2 separate regions of the Mus musculus genome follow, and region 2 is linked to region 1. The links are chromatin contacts, called in public Micro-C maps. All regions are on one chromosome and are shown on one strand. The core of a region is the stretch at or near the end of the contact, and the rest is flanking DNA. Distances in the headings are between cores, read along the strand shown. Region 1 holds the start of Ppargc1a (peroxisome proliferative activated receptor, gamma, coactivator 1 alpha). Region 2 has its middle 270 kb from the start of Ppargc1a.

Region 1 (6,744 bases), core at 3,407-5,906:
TATTAAAAACAAAGTGAAAAGCAAATTTTGAGGTCTAATTGAGACTGGCTGTGTTCCACCGAGCTTTGCAGGTTTTATTGGGGATGAGAGCTGAGTTGCTCAACATGTTGATCAAATCTTGCTTATTAAAAAAATAAAAGAAAGAAAGGAAGGAAAAAATTACACAAATGCTAACTGGCATTTAATGTTGTCTGTCACTTTCTTCTACTTGTTTTGCTGAAAGATCTTTTGCTCTCTTGGACAGCACCTACACCATAGCTATAAAATCAGGCTGAGTTTGGGAACATTGTTACAGAGTAGAGACCTCTGCTACATTTGAGCTTACTTTCAATCAGCCTTGCACAGTCTGAGCTTCAAACTAGAGTCCCAAAGTATGTGTTCAGAAAGTGGTGTGTGTGTGTGTGTGGGGGGGGGGGGGGGTGTCAGGATCAAGGGCCCTTTAGGAATTAAAAGCAAACAGTTTATACCTCTTAGCAATGATTAACTCTACAAATGTTAGTGATTCTGGTCAGGCTCCTGTTCATTCTGTTAGATTGCTCTAGGCAGGTTGAAGTCCTGGAAATGCTGGTTTCCTTTTGTACATATGTCTTTCCAGGGGTTGCCTCGTGGATTTTTGCAAGACCTTTGATTTGGGGGTAAATACTTTAATTCTTCTAAGAAGGGCTTTTCAAGATCTGTCTGTCCATTCTGGCTGCTGCACTTTGCTTAGCTGTAGAGTGGGCACATAACTTCTTTTGAGCAAGCATTCTGAGGACCATATTGATTAGTGTGTCCTACAGGGCATGCTGCTCTTGCCTCTGGCTGCCCATGGTTTCTCCTCTACACTGTCTTCTTTAACGATTTGGCCTCTACTTCACTTTTGTGTACGTTATTTCAAGCTTATAAGGGGAAGTGGGCAAAGAAAATCAGGCTGTGATTTTTCTGAGATTCCTGCTTTGATCATAGGACAAGGTTAACATTGAAATTCACGGTCTTACTATTGTCTATGGTGTTTGGCTTTGGATATTTTGGTTTGTGGGATTATTTTCACTTTTTAGAAATATGCTGTTACATATAATAGAGTATGAAGAACACACGCACGCACACGCGCGCACTCACACGCGCACACACACACACACACACACACGCCTATACGTTGGGACATGAGTGGGGAAGGAAGCACACACGGGTCCTCAGATATATTTAAAACAATGTTGAAATTTCTTTCCCCACCTTCCTGGATCCCTATCTCCACCTGCTCTACTCCTTCACATTATCAACTTAAAGCACAAGTTTTTCTGCCTCCAAACAATGGTGGGATCTTGGAAAAGAAATGTGAACAGAACTACTGAAAGGAGGGATTCTATGGGCATGGAATCCACCCTGTGTAGTTAGTTACACAGCACCATAGGCAGCCACCAAGTGTTAATAAATACCTTTATCCATTGTTTTGAGAAAACATGGGTTGATTTGGATTTGACTTGGGATTATCAGTATAAGGACCTTGTCCCTGCACATGGCTTATTTTTCAGGATAAAAGGAAGTTTTGAACAAGGTGAGACTTGGTTTCTTATAGAAAATGATTCTGTTCCTTAAGGTTTAGTTTCCCCCCTCTCCCCTAGTGGTAAACTCCCTTGTATTCATGTTGTATACCCTTTCTGTCTGTCAGCCCTTGTAATGTGTGGCCGAACACACTGTAGAGTTTCTGTAGACATTAGTTTGCTGAAAGCAAACATTTGGGAATCCTCTATACAAAGTTGGAAGAAGTGAGAGGCAGGCTGCACACACACACACACACACACACACACACAGACACACACCACACACACACACACACACACACACAGAGAGAGAGAGAGAGAGAGAGAGAGAGAGAGAGAGAGAGAGAGAGCAACAGGAGTCAAGACAGAGAGAAAATTAAATATAGAAACTGCCTGGGGAGACAGAAAAATCCAAGGTTGGTGAGCAACTAACAATTTAAATTCTCTTGAGAAGAGCAAAAAGCTGGACAGAAGAGGACTTTTAATTTGAAGAGTTAATTAAGCAAATGATAAGACTTCTAAAATATCCTTCTTGTTAGAGTTGTAATTTTGAGGCCCAAGAAACAAGTAGAAGGTATTCTCATTCACTCTACAAATCAGTTTAAAATGGACTTCTATAGCAGCAGAAACACAAGGGGAAGAGGGCAGCGTGTCTGTGTTCATCAGCCCTGTGCTCTCTCTAGCTTCACATACCCCTTTTTATGAAGGTAGAGGACAGAGTGGCTGTTTTAAGCAGATCATTAGCTTCATGGATGTGCTGGGTTAGTTTCTTTTCTTTTCTTTTCTTTTCTTTTTTTAAAGTAGAATTAGGTGGCAAAAAAAGAAAGAAAGAAAGAAAGAAAGAAAGAAATTATCTTTTCAAAGCAAAGAAAAAGAAAATCCTGCCACAATTCAGTGTGAGCAAGTTAAGATATCAAAACAATAATGCAGAGTTATCTAGTGCAAGCAACCATCTGTAAGAAGAGGTGTGCATGAGGTTTGAAAAAGTATGGTGGATGCCTAATGGATGACAAAGAGAAACCAAAGTATCAGTTACCATCAGGATGCCAGGATTGCTTGATAATGATGAATAAACATCGACTCTTTATAGCTAAGTGGCCAGCATTATTTCACAGTTGACTGTGTGGAAAGTAGAGCCCATGACCTTTGTCCTGAATTTTAATAGTTTACTGAAGTTTTACATTAAGTAAAAATCTAATTGGCAAGAAAAATTAGTGTTTCTTTGTGGGAGTACAGAGTAAGGCTACTAATTGCATGTAGAAAATGATCCCAGGGTTGTCTCTCTCTCTCTCTGAATTAGAAAATTAAATGAATAATACCTTTCTGATGTTTGGAAGAGGACAGTTGTAGCAGTGAAGTATATTCACCTAATTTAGAATGTCAAAGCTGTTGGCCATCTTGTTCTGTTCACTTATTGACAAACTGTCGATTTCATTACCATATTCCCTGTCTACTAGTTGTGGACATCCAAGCAAACAGACCCCTTATACGGGGTCTGAAGCAAACAGCAAGCTTGTGGGCTTTGTGTGTGTGTGTGTGTGTGTGTGTGTGTGTGTGTGTGTGTGTGTGTGTGCACGCTCGCTGCATTTCTTTCTTTCACTTTACTGTATTAGTAACTGACTATATAAAGTCAGACTGAGAGAAGTCACCAATGTTTTCCTTCTAAGGGGAGAGAAAATAAAGAGCACATTAAATTAACCTCAGTGGAATAGGAGTTTAAATGAATGGTGCTTTATAAATTATATTTAGATGCATAGGGACTTTTTTCTTCTTCTAAATTACTGTCAAGTAAAGGAAATGAGCTGGTTTTTGAGTCTGTGGGGTTTGAGGTATTGTGAAAATATGTTTTCAAAGGTCCCCTGTGCATTTCTCACTGGGCCTGGAAGGGTTAAGTCTGAGCACCCAAGTGTTATGGAAAGTGCTGAGAGTTGGTTATGTCCTCTGTCTGTAATGTCACAGGAAAAACAGTGGCACCTGCATTACCCCTCATTGACTCAGGAACGACAAAAAAGTATTAGTAAGCAAAGCTCAAGAAATGAGTATCTCTGCTGATACCATTTCAGTGTTTTTCCTTCATTCCCTGGACATTCTTGATTTCAAAAACAAACTGTACAGCCCAAGGCACTAGGGTTGGAGTCCAATGTTTATTCAAAAAGGCACCCTGAAGCCATGAGGAAGACTGTGCTACATATGAGAAAAGAAATAAGGGGTGGGGGCAGGTGAGTAGCTAAGCTGTTTCAGGGATGGCAGCAGCAATTGTATTTTCTAGCATTTGTTTTCTGGGAGCCTATGAGATCCACGGAAAGAATCATGAGGGGGAACCCAAGAGTCTAGGGTGTTGTGGCTTGCTTGCTTTACAAGGAGCAAGGCAAACTGCAGTAACAGTTTAGGAGACTGCATTCTCTACTGCCAAGGAGACAGCTGATTTGGGGTAGAGAAATTTGTTTAGACCTAAACAAATGTGGCGGTTTTGTTGACTAAACATGGAAAGAAAGAAAGAAAGAAAGAAAGAAAGAAAGAAAGAAAGAAAGAAAGAAAGAAACAAAGAAAGAAAGAAAGAAAGGAAGGAAGGAAGGAAGAAAGGAAGAAAGGAAGGAAGGAAGGAAGGAAAGAAAGGAGAGAGAGAAAGAAAATCGGGGGTGTTGCCTTCAAACACTCCTCTAATAGGGAGGGAAAAAAAAGAATCTCATGAAAATGTATCACATGAGGAGCGCTTGCTTCAGTTCCAAGCTGAGTCTGGGGCTACTTGGAAACCATTTCTTAAAGCACACACATTTTAGGCAAGGGTGTAGTTACTGTGTCAGTAACAGGGGATCTTTGCTATTTGCCTGTTTTGGATGGAAAATAAATTTAAAAAAAAAAGATTGCAGGAGATTTGAGTTATTATGTGAGCAGGGCTCCGGTTTAGAGTTGGTGGCATTCAAAGCTGGCTTCAGTCACAGTGTGATGCTTGAAGCCTCCCAAAGGCCAAGTGTTTCCTTTTCTTTCTTCTATTTTTTTTTTCCTCTCTCTCTAAGCGTTACTTCACTGAGGCAGAGGGCTGCCTTGGAGTGACGTCAGGAGTTTGTGCAGCAAGCTTGCACAGGAGAAGGGAGGCTGGGTGAGTGACAGCCCAGCCTACTTTTTAATAGCTTTGTCATGTGACTGGGGACTGTAGTAAGACAGGTGCCTTCAGTTCACTCTCAGTAAGGGGCTGGTTGCCTGCATGAGTGTGTGCTGTGTGTCAGAGTGGATTGGAGTTGAAAAAGCTTGACTGGCGTCATTCGGGAGCTGGATGGCTTGGGACATGTGCAGCCAAGACTCTGTATGGAGTGACATAGAGGTGAGCTGGGGCTGAGTATTGCAGGACCGGAGCTTCTCTCAGATGCAATGATTCCTGGAGGGGGGGGGGGATGGGCTAGGGGAGAGGAGGGGACATAGAAAGTGGCTCAGCGGGAGCTTTTGGAGGGGGAAATCTCCATCTTATCTTAACTCCAATAAGTTTGCTATTTTAAGGTGGCTCGGAGATGCCTTGAGCAAATCAAAGCTTAGCTGCTGTCATCAGTATCTGTAGCAGTTAGAAACTCTTTCCATGTGCCTTTGGCTCTGTTTCTACTCATATGCAATATTTATGCTCTAAGATATTGATATGAATCAGGAGCTGAAGTCTTTCCAGTGTTCAGTGGCCTGCTTGGAAAAATGCCATTTCTATTTATAAGAAAATGAAGATAAACATTAAAATGAATTGTGTTAAAAAGAGAGTCCGTTTTGACTCTCGTCAGGATTTATCTTTTCCGCCCTCCTCTCTCTGTTCATTAAACAGAGAATTTACAAGACCCTAAATATTCCTGCTGGGTCTGAGTTAGGTTGCTTTTCCCACAGAACACAAAACGACAGTGCTGTTTCCTTTAAAACACTTGTGTGCGGCTGAAAGGGTTGGCTAGCGAGTTAAAAAAAAAAAAAAAAATCCCAGCCTTAAGAGACCAAAGCTTTCTGTTTGCTTCTGTGGCGAGAAACCGAACGGTTAAATCTCTCTACCACGGAGAGCTGCCTGAAGCCGGGAGAGAATGGAGTTTATGCAGACCGTGTGTGGAGCAGCTCACTGCTTGTGTAAAAATAGACCGCAATACATCAATTCCACAGTCTCTGCTGGCTACAATTCATACAGGGGAGGAAAAAACACAAGCAGTTTCCCCGTAATCTCTGGAGTCTAGCTGGGGCCAGAGGACTTCAGCGTGTTTGCATTCAGTACAATGGAATGTTCTCGGGGAAAGTTTGAGCAAGTTGGAAAACAAGTGAAACTTTTGTGGACTCTGGTGAGATGGACCCGAATTGAATTGCGCGGAGGATCGGAGCTGCTAACTAACAATGGTGCTTCCTCCCGGTAGCGGGGGCACGTAGGGTAAGGGGGAGGGTCAAGTGCCACACGTGATTTGATTAAATAAGATGTCCGTGTGGTGCAGTGATACACATCTAAAGTGAAAATGATTTGGCGAGGCCGCCTGCGAATGCATTTTTCCTATCTAGCCAGGCGTGCCCTGGGTCCTTAACTCTTTGCTGGGTCTGCAGATGTTGGCTCCGTTTGCTTTCCCTAGGCTTTGGCAGATCGGATTTGCAGGTTATAATTATTGTTATCTTGTGATTTCTTGGCAAGGCAGAATAGATATAGATAATTCATGTGTCCCTTGGCTATTGAAGTCAGAGTTCTAAGTGGATTCAAAGTCCTAATTGTTGGAGTAGCCAGCGTAACCCGTGGGTGGTTGTCTGGCTGGCACCATAGCTCTCTTCGAATCACTTTCATTTTTACCTCTTGGATCGTTCCGAAACTGCTCAGAGACTGAAGAGCTGTGATCTAAAGGAGATGAGGAAGATTTGCCTTAGTCAGAATTCCTGTGATTGTTTGCAAATAAACGCCATAGCCATTTATAACCATGGCTTTAAGTTTGTTCTTTCTTTGTTTTTCTTAAGGAGTTGGGGATAGGGGCTCAGCGTCCAGCCTTAGATTGAGTCTCAGTTAGTGCGGCATAGTAGACAGCCAGCTGCTAGAAACCCGTGCCTTCGAGCCTGTGGCTCTGGGAATCATTCCTGCCTGTCGAAATATTACAAGCAGCAGGTAGTGTGGGCAGCTTCCATTTTTTTGAATCATTAATGCTTGCTGTCATCTTCAAACCTATTATGTCCTTTCACACATAATGACAGGACAGTGTATTGGTTAATAAAAACCCAAACCACCAGAGCTACTCAG
Region 2 (6,799 bases), core at 2,842-5,341, 270 kb before region 1:
ATGAGCATTTATATGGATATATGACACCTGGAGACACAGTCAGAGGTCAAGCTCAGTCAGAGGTCAAGCTCAGCTCAGAGCTGTGCATATCTGGTGTCACTTCTGTCCTGATGACCCCATGGAATTGTTTCTAGCTGTGGGCTCTAAACAATGTGGAAAGGTGGTGGACAGTCTCAACATAAAGGGGGACATATTGAGCCAGTGCTCCTGTGTTTTGCTGATGACTGGAATTTTAAAACGTGGTCTCATGCTAGAAAGGGACCCCCAGCTCTTTCCTAGCCACCAGGGACAGCAGGGTTATGGTTCTTTACCAGGCTCCAGCTTGATGTGACTACTACTATGGCTTCCTCTCTGTGGAGCTTAGAGCTCTTCACACCTGTGCAAATCCATTTTTTTCTCGTCTTTCCTTTTAATTAAGAGCTCGTGTCGGGAGCAAGAAATAAGGACTCAAGGAAGATAGCTGCTTGTTTTTATTCTGGAACACAATGTAGAGATGTTTATTTTGAAAATGAAGATTATTTGGTTCCAACAGGATTTCTATTTTGCTATAAAAAGACAGCATCGGGTGAAAGGAACAGGGGAGAGAAGGTAGGATAATGGCAGCCTACACTGCTCTAAAATGTGTTTATCTAAATGAACAGGCATGGTATTTCAAGACTGATAGTGGAAGGAGGTCTTTTCATTGGTTTGGAAAAAGCTCCCTGTGGGCTGTTCTTTTTTAACACAGCCTAATGGAGTGCTACTTAATGAGAGCCATGCGGATCTCAAATTCAATTTTGTTTCTAACTGGCTAACGCACGTATTTAACTTTGATCTGTAAGTAGGAATGAGGAGCACGATTGGCTAATGTTTGACTTCCAGTTGGTCTAATGAGATTTTATGAATATCAATATTGCTACAGCATCATAATGTATTTGCTGGCTTTTGTGGCAGAGAAAACATATTGCTGTCTATTAGGCAAGTGACTTAGTTTCCTAACACCCCAGTAATTATTCCAATTTCCCTTCAGTGAGTGTGGGACCACTTCTTAATTTTTAGAGAGGTCAGCATATTTCTTTAATTGAAGCTTAGTTGGACTATACCTAATGTCAGTCAACTGTTGTTAATAGGCTCTATTATAACACAAAAGTGCTGATATTAAATGTTGCCGGTGAACCCCGACTACGGTGAGGAGCTGGCATTGCAAGGCCACATTAGCCATACAGCAACAGTCCTTAATTTATGTGGTTAAATTCATTTTAGCCACTGAAACTTGACAACTAATTTTGGATAAGAATGATTGGAATTGATAAAGTCCCTTATTTTTGGAAGTGGCTGTTTTTCAAAACAAATCTTTTATCTAGCATGGCACATAATTTAGTGGAATCATACACAAATTGGCATTGCTGTTGATCATGCAGGCCAGAGACTGTTCAAATCATTAGGCCCTTTATTTTATTTTATTTTTTTAGAAAGAAATGAAGAGTGTTGCATGAGAGCCGTGATGCACACCCAGAGTAAAACATATGTAGCAACACTATGTAAAATATCATTTCTAGAAAAGGATATGAGAAACTCTACTCAGTGTTTGTTATACACAAATTGTTACTTTTAGAGGAAAATGTAATGAATACTGGCACAGCAGAAAATACAGTCAAAAGAAAGCAAGGGATGTTTCTTTTATGAAGATTTTTACCTCTATATTAAGCCCCTTACAAATGCATCCCATTTGTTCTTCATAGGGACTACCCAATGTGACTATCTCAGTTACTTTTCTGTGACAGTAGAAAAATACCCTGACAAAAGCAACTTAAGGGAGAAAAGGTTTAATTGGCTCACAGTTTCTGGGGTAAACAGTCTATCATGGCAGGGCAAACATGACAGCAGATGGGGAAGGAATGGAGGCAGGAGCAGGGGGGCTTTCTGGTCATGTATCCACAATCAAGAATCAGAGTAGACTTAAAGTAGGGCAGAGTGTAAAGCATCAAGCCCATCTCTTCTTCCTTCAGAGAGGCTTCACTTTCTAGAGGTCCTGTAAGGTTCTCAAACAGCTGAGGACCAAGTGTTCAAACATGGGAGCCCACAAGAAACATTTTGTATTTAGACCACAGTACTGGCTAGGAGTAACCTCACTTTACAGCTCAGGAGACAGCTCCCATAAGACTGAGTTACTGATACAAAGCTAATTGCTGGACTATGGCAGAGCTGGAGTTCCTGCTCAGACCAGCTTGCTCCAAGGCCCAATTCTGTTCATATGAGTGGATATTTCCTGAGTGAATGGCTCTAATTAGTGTTCATCTCTGTGTCTTCTAGTATCTTTTGTGGCGTTACACACTCAAAGAAACCATAGCTCCCTGCCAGTCCCATCTCTGACTTTGGAACTTACCCTCTGAATCTCTGCCTCTTCTCTCAGTTCCTTCTTTGTAGTTTATATTCAACAATACCAAAGCCCTCCTTGTTTCCTGCCTGTCCAACCTCCATTCTTGAAGAAGTCTCCAAACTCTTATGACAACCTCAGCTCTGAAGTAGATCTTGTTAACTTCACCTCTAGGTAAGGAGCTTGGGCTCAGGGGAGTCAAATGGCCTTTTATCGGCACACATCTCAGAGATAACTGTCCTGGGGTCAGAGCCTACATTTGCCCTGGTTCAAAGTCTTGCACTTTCTCCATGGAATCTGAGCTGGGGCTTGAAGGAGGAGATAGGATTCTAGTGTGTTGGGCACTGTAGGGAGAGGTGAGCTGGAATTAATGAGAGAAAGCTTCGAAGTGAGCACATACACAACCAGTCTCAGGAAAATGACTCATGTCATTAGGATGGAGGATGCTTCAGATGGGTCCACTAAGTAGACCTGATTCACTAACAGAACAGATTTGACTTCTTGGCTATTCCGATTTGAAGTCATGTTCTCCTGATTTAGGACAGTTCTTGGGACTTCGGAGATGTTTTACTGGAGTTTATCTCTGGTACGTTGATAAACTCTCTTATGGTCACCCATCCTCCCACAAAAAAACTATTCTTGTATCTTGTGTGCTTCATACCATGCATATGCTATGACCTTTCTCTAGGCCAGTGGTTCTCAACCTGGGGATGATGACCCTTTTGGGGGGTTGCATATCAGATGCTTACATTACTATTCATAATAGTACAAAAATTATAGTTATGAAATAGCAACAGAATAATTTTATGGGTCTGGATAAGCACAACATGAGGAACTGTGTTAAAGGGTCTAGCATTAGGAAGGTTGAAGACCACTTCTGTAGGCCATAAGGAAGATTGGTTCAGCATCACCAGACATGTTCCCTTCAAAGATGAGGGTACTGGGGGAAAAAGGCACCATTTGTTTTTCTCTTGTGGCATTTGCTGAAGTCACCTCCCAAGGGCTTTGCCATGAGGAGGGAGAACATTTACAAGGGCTCTCAAAGGTCCATTGCTGATGAAATATTTCTAGTCTTTTCTTCTTGTTCTATTGTTAAGTTATTTGGCAACCTTGCAGAGTTGAGAAATCAGACTATAGGGCATGGCAAGATGGCTCAATTGGTAAAGAGATTGCATTGCAAGCACGAGGGTCCAGTTTGATCACCAGCCCCCACATAAAAAAGCTGGATATGGTGGCATGTCTTATCACAAGAGTGCTGGAAAGGTAAGAACTGGTTGATCCCTGGAGCTTGATGGCCTACTGCCCTCAAATAACATGGCAAGTTCCAAGCCAGTGAGAGACACTGCCTCAAAGTAAAGAAAGGGAAGACATTTGAGGATGTTTTCTACACACATGTGCACATATGTGTGTGCTCATGTACACACACATCCTTCCCCCTACCATATATACAACACACACACGCACACGCACATGCACACATACATGGTGGAATCAAATAACTAACAATTCCCATCATGCTCTTTTGGGGTATTATGTAAGAGTTGTAGTGCCCAGCTAGTCACATGTTTATTTTAGATAGGAAACAAAGGAAAGCTCTCAACTGGTCTTCCATTGCTTACATTCTCTTAAGAAATGTCTTGATTTTCTATGTGTGCCTTCTCAAAGGCTCCCGTCCTGCAGATTACCCACCTTCTTTTCTCTGTCCCTGTTGTGAAACCCATTGAAGCTGGCTGGTTGTCCTGGCAAACAGCCCAATATTTCCTCAGGTCTTAGGAAATGATGAAACCAGGCTGGCCAGGAGGTCACTTCATCTCTTTGTTTCCGATGACTCTACCTGACCAGGGCTCTAAAAACACAAAGTCAGGCACATCCAAGCCAGCCAGAGTCCTTCCCCTCAGTACCACAAAGCCAGTTTCTGTTATGTGTTGGGTTCTGGAGGGCTTGACAATCCAAACAGATGCTCTGTCTGCTTTCACCGGCTATCAGCATACTTCCTAGGATGCTCTCGAGCAGCTCACAGCTCGTTTGTTTCTGCACTCCCCACAATGTCTCTCTGCTGGGTTGCTGAGTTCCAGGTAGTGTGGTGAACTCTCACTGCCCCTTTATTCAATCAGCTCAGCATTTTGTGAAGCCGAAGAGATTGTTTTGCTCAGCAAAGTTGGAGAGTTTGTTGTATCCATCTATCTGGATCATTTATAAAAATATTAAAGTAGGCCGACCTCAGCGTGGCCCCTGGAGCTCCCTTCAGGTGCACTTTGTCTTATCTTTAAGCCGATTTACTCAACACTGGTTAGGTATATAGTAAGTGTTCAATAACTATCTTGCTGATGCATTGATTCCCCATCCCTTGTCAGCCCACTTCCCACAATCCCAGCATGACTCAGTGTTTTAATGGTCCCAGATCTGAAATACTGTCAGAAGTCTCTTCTGAGGCTAAAGAAATCCTATGATTTTTTTTTTCCTCCTTGTTCCCATGCTTGCCCTCTCGGAGGAGTTACTTGATCAAGCAGACCTAAGTTCATTGACTCCACCCTCAGCCATGGCCCTGTTCTCTTTGTCGGTTTGTTATCTTCCCTGTGCAGTAAGATTACTGCATTCGCTGATCCTGAGAGTCTGCAGGCCCCACAACTAAGCAGGTGGCTTGTCTTCCCATGGACAGGTAGTCTGCCTCTGCCAATCTCATACCATATACTTGCTATTGGTAGCAGCAGCAATGTTTGATTTGCAAGGCCCCCAGCTTTGCCCTTGAACTAAAAGCATATTTACAAATTGCAGATTCATTTTTCCTGTAGCTCGCTCTTGCAAATATTAAGTGCCAAGACTTCTGCTAGGTATGAAGATCAGGGGGCTCTGCATCCAGGGAGCTTTTCTTTTTTTTTTTTTTTGCTGTTAAGGGATGGCAAAGCAGCCAAGCTATCATACATAACAATGAAAATTTCAGATTGTAGGGAGAGTGGTGAAACATAAGGATGTTGTGAGGCCTACAACAGTACCTGGGCTAAGAGCTCTTCCCCATGGAGGAAAATGACCCTCTTCTGGTTGTCTGATGAATAGTTAGTCATGTCGTGTATGATCTGACAAAGAAAGTTCTTGGAAGAGGAGACCCTGACACATCCTGACTGTTGAATTCAGAATTTCTACATGAGTTTCAAGTGGACACAGATTCTGGTTTTAGTATCTCATGTAGCTAACATTTTCACAAATCAGAAAAAGAGTATTCTAGACATTCTATCTCTATCCACCCTAGTTATTAAGCCAACTAAAGGCAGACCCACTCACCAGTTCTATTCAGTGATGTATCCTACATAGCTTAGAAAGTGCTCAGTGAGCCCTTGGCAGACTCTTCCAGATTAGAAGATTAAGGTTTAGAGAGGTAAGCTGGGCCACGGGAAGAGAACTAGAATTGAATGAGCATATTTAAAACCAAAGCTTCCCCAACACCTCCCATTTGGGGTAAGTGCGTAGGACCCACCTGCTACCGGATTCTTTATTTCTGAGTACCCCTCAAGTTCAGATCAAGGCAGGGAGCTAATTTGCCTGTTTTGCTTTCTATTCATTCCTCAGAGAGTAGTCCCTTGGGGGCTCCATCATTAGAGAGCCCCACTGGTTTCTGAGCTAACGTGCTGTCTTTGATATGGGTTCAGATCTTTTCAAAGGCCAGACCTCAAACTCTGCCTGCCAAAGTTTGCCTTCCAAGAGGTTTTATATGAACCACAGAAGCAGTACAGCTCACATGCTTAAGTTTTGCCAAATACACAGAAGCAGAGAGAATTCAAGGAACTGAATGCCTACCAGGTGGCTCATTGTGATGGATATTTTGTGTTTTAGGCATACAACCGAAGTTAATAGCAATTATCACAGGAACAGGGTCTTGAGAACTGGTCTGGGTTCAGAAAGAGCTGGATTAAAAGACAAGTTTTAGCATTTATAAACTTGACAACTTTGGAAAGTTACTTAATTTTCCTGTTCCTTAGTTACTTAAAAATAGAGCTAATGGGATTTATCCCAGACGCTGATTGTGAGAATTAATAAAACAAGAAAACATTTCTCCATGCTTGCCTGAAGCCAGCATTCAATAAATATGACTTATCAGGATTGCTATGCTTTATAGAGTCTAAGATGCAATATATTAAGGACCATTATTTTACATAGCACTAAGAGAACATGCTGTCAGTTCAACTCTAATGCACAATCAAGTATGAGGCATCCTGATATCCAAGATGAGAAAACGGTACATTCTTCCATGATTGAAATATTGTGTATAGAACTCATTCTGCAACCCATTAGTAATGACAATAAATTATCAAAGCATCTAGAGCAAATAATTGGACAGCCTTTGTCAGGTCCTGAAGAAACTGAGGACTGGCACCTTTCTTTATAGCCTCTCTCAATTATTCATGACCTTGAAATCAACACAATTTTCTTACATTAAGTCAAGCTGTC

Evidence for each region. Hi-C and Micro-C count contacts between places; a contact is called where the count stands out from the background.
Region 2: a Micro-C map of brown adipocytes shows a contact between it and region 1, with 4 times the contacts expected there. The contact joins the enhancer-like site here to the promoter of Ppargc1a in region 1. A contact is called at or near these places in 1 of 484 Hi-C or Micro-C datasets (brown adipocytes) and 2 of 115 datasets of contacts at active chromatin or transcription factors (astrocytes and pancreatic cancer cells).

Annotation. Positions count from the first base shown.
Region 1 is chr5:51,551,833-51,558,576 of GRCm38.p6, reverse strand. It overlaps Ppargc1a (peroxisome proliferative activated receptor, gamma, coactivator 1 alpha), which reads left to right and starts at 4,656. Exons shown (of 13, transcript NM_008904.2): 1 at 4,656-4,842. The coding sequence starts at 4,795.
Region 2 is chr5:51,823,108-51,829,906 of GRCm38.p6, reverse strand. It overlaps a transcript of Ppargc1a not described here. Among named protein-coding and RNA genes, the nearest start is that of Ppargc1a, 270 kb to the right of the region's middle. Within about 2 kb of position 4,091, at least 8 of the 459 cell types and tissues checked have an H3K27ac peak or open chromatin away from gene starts, as enhancers often do. A contact at or near this core is called in brown adipocytes, where this site is marked.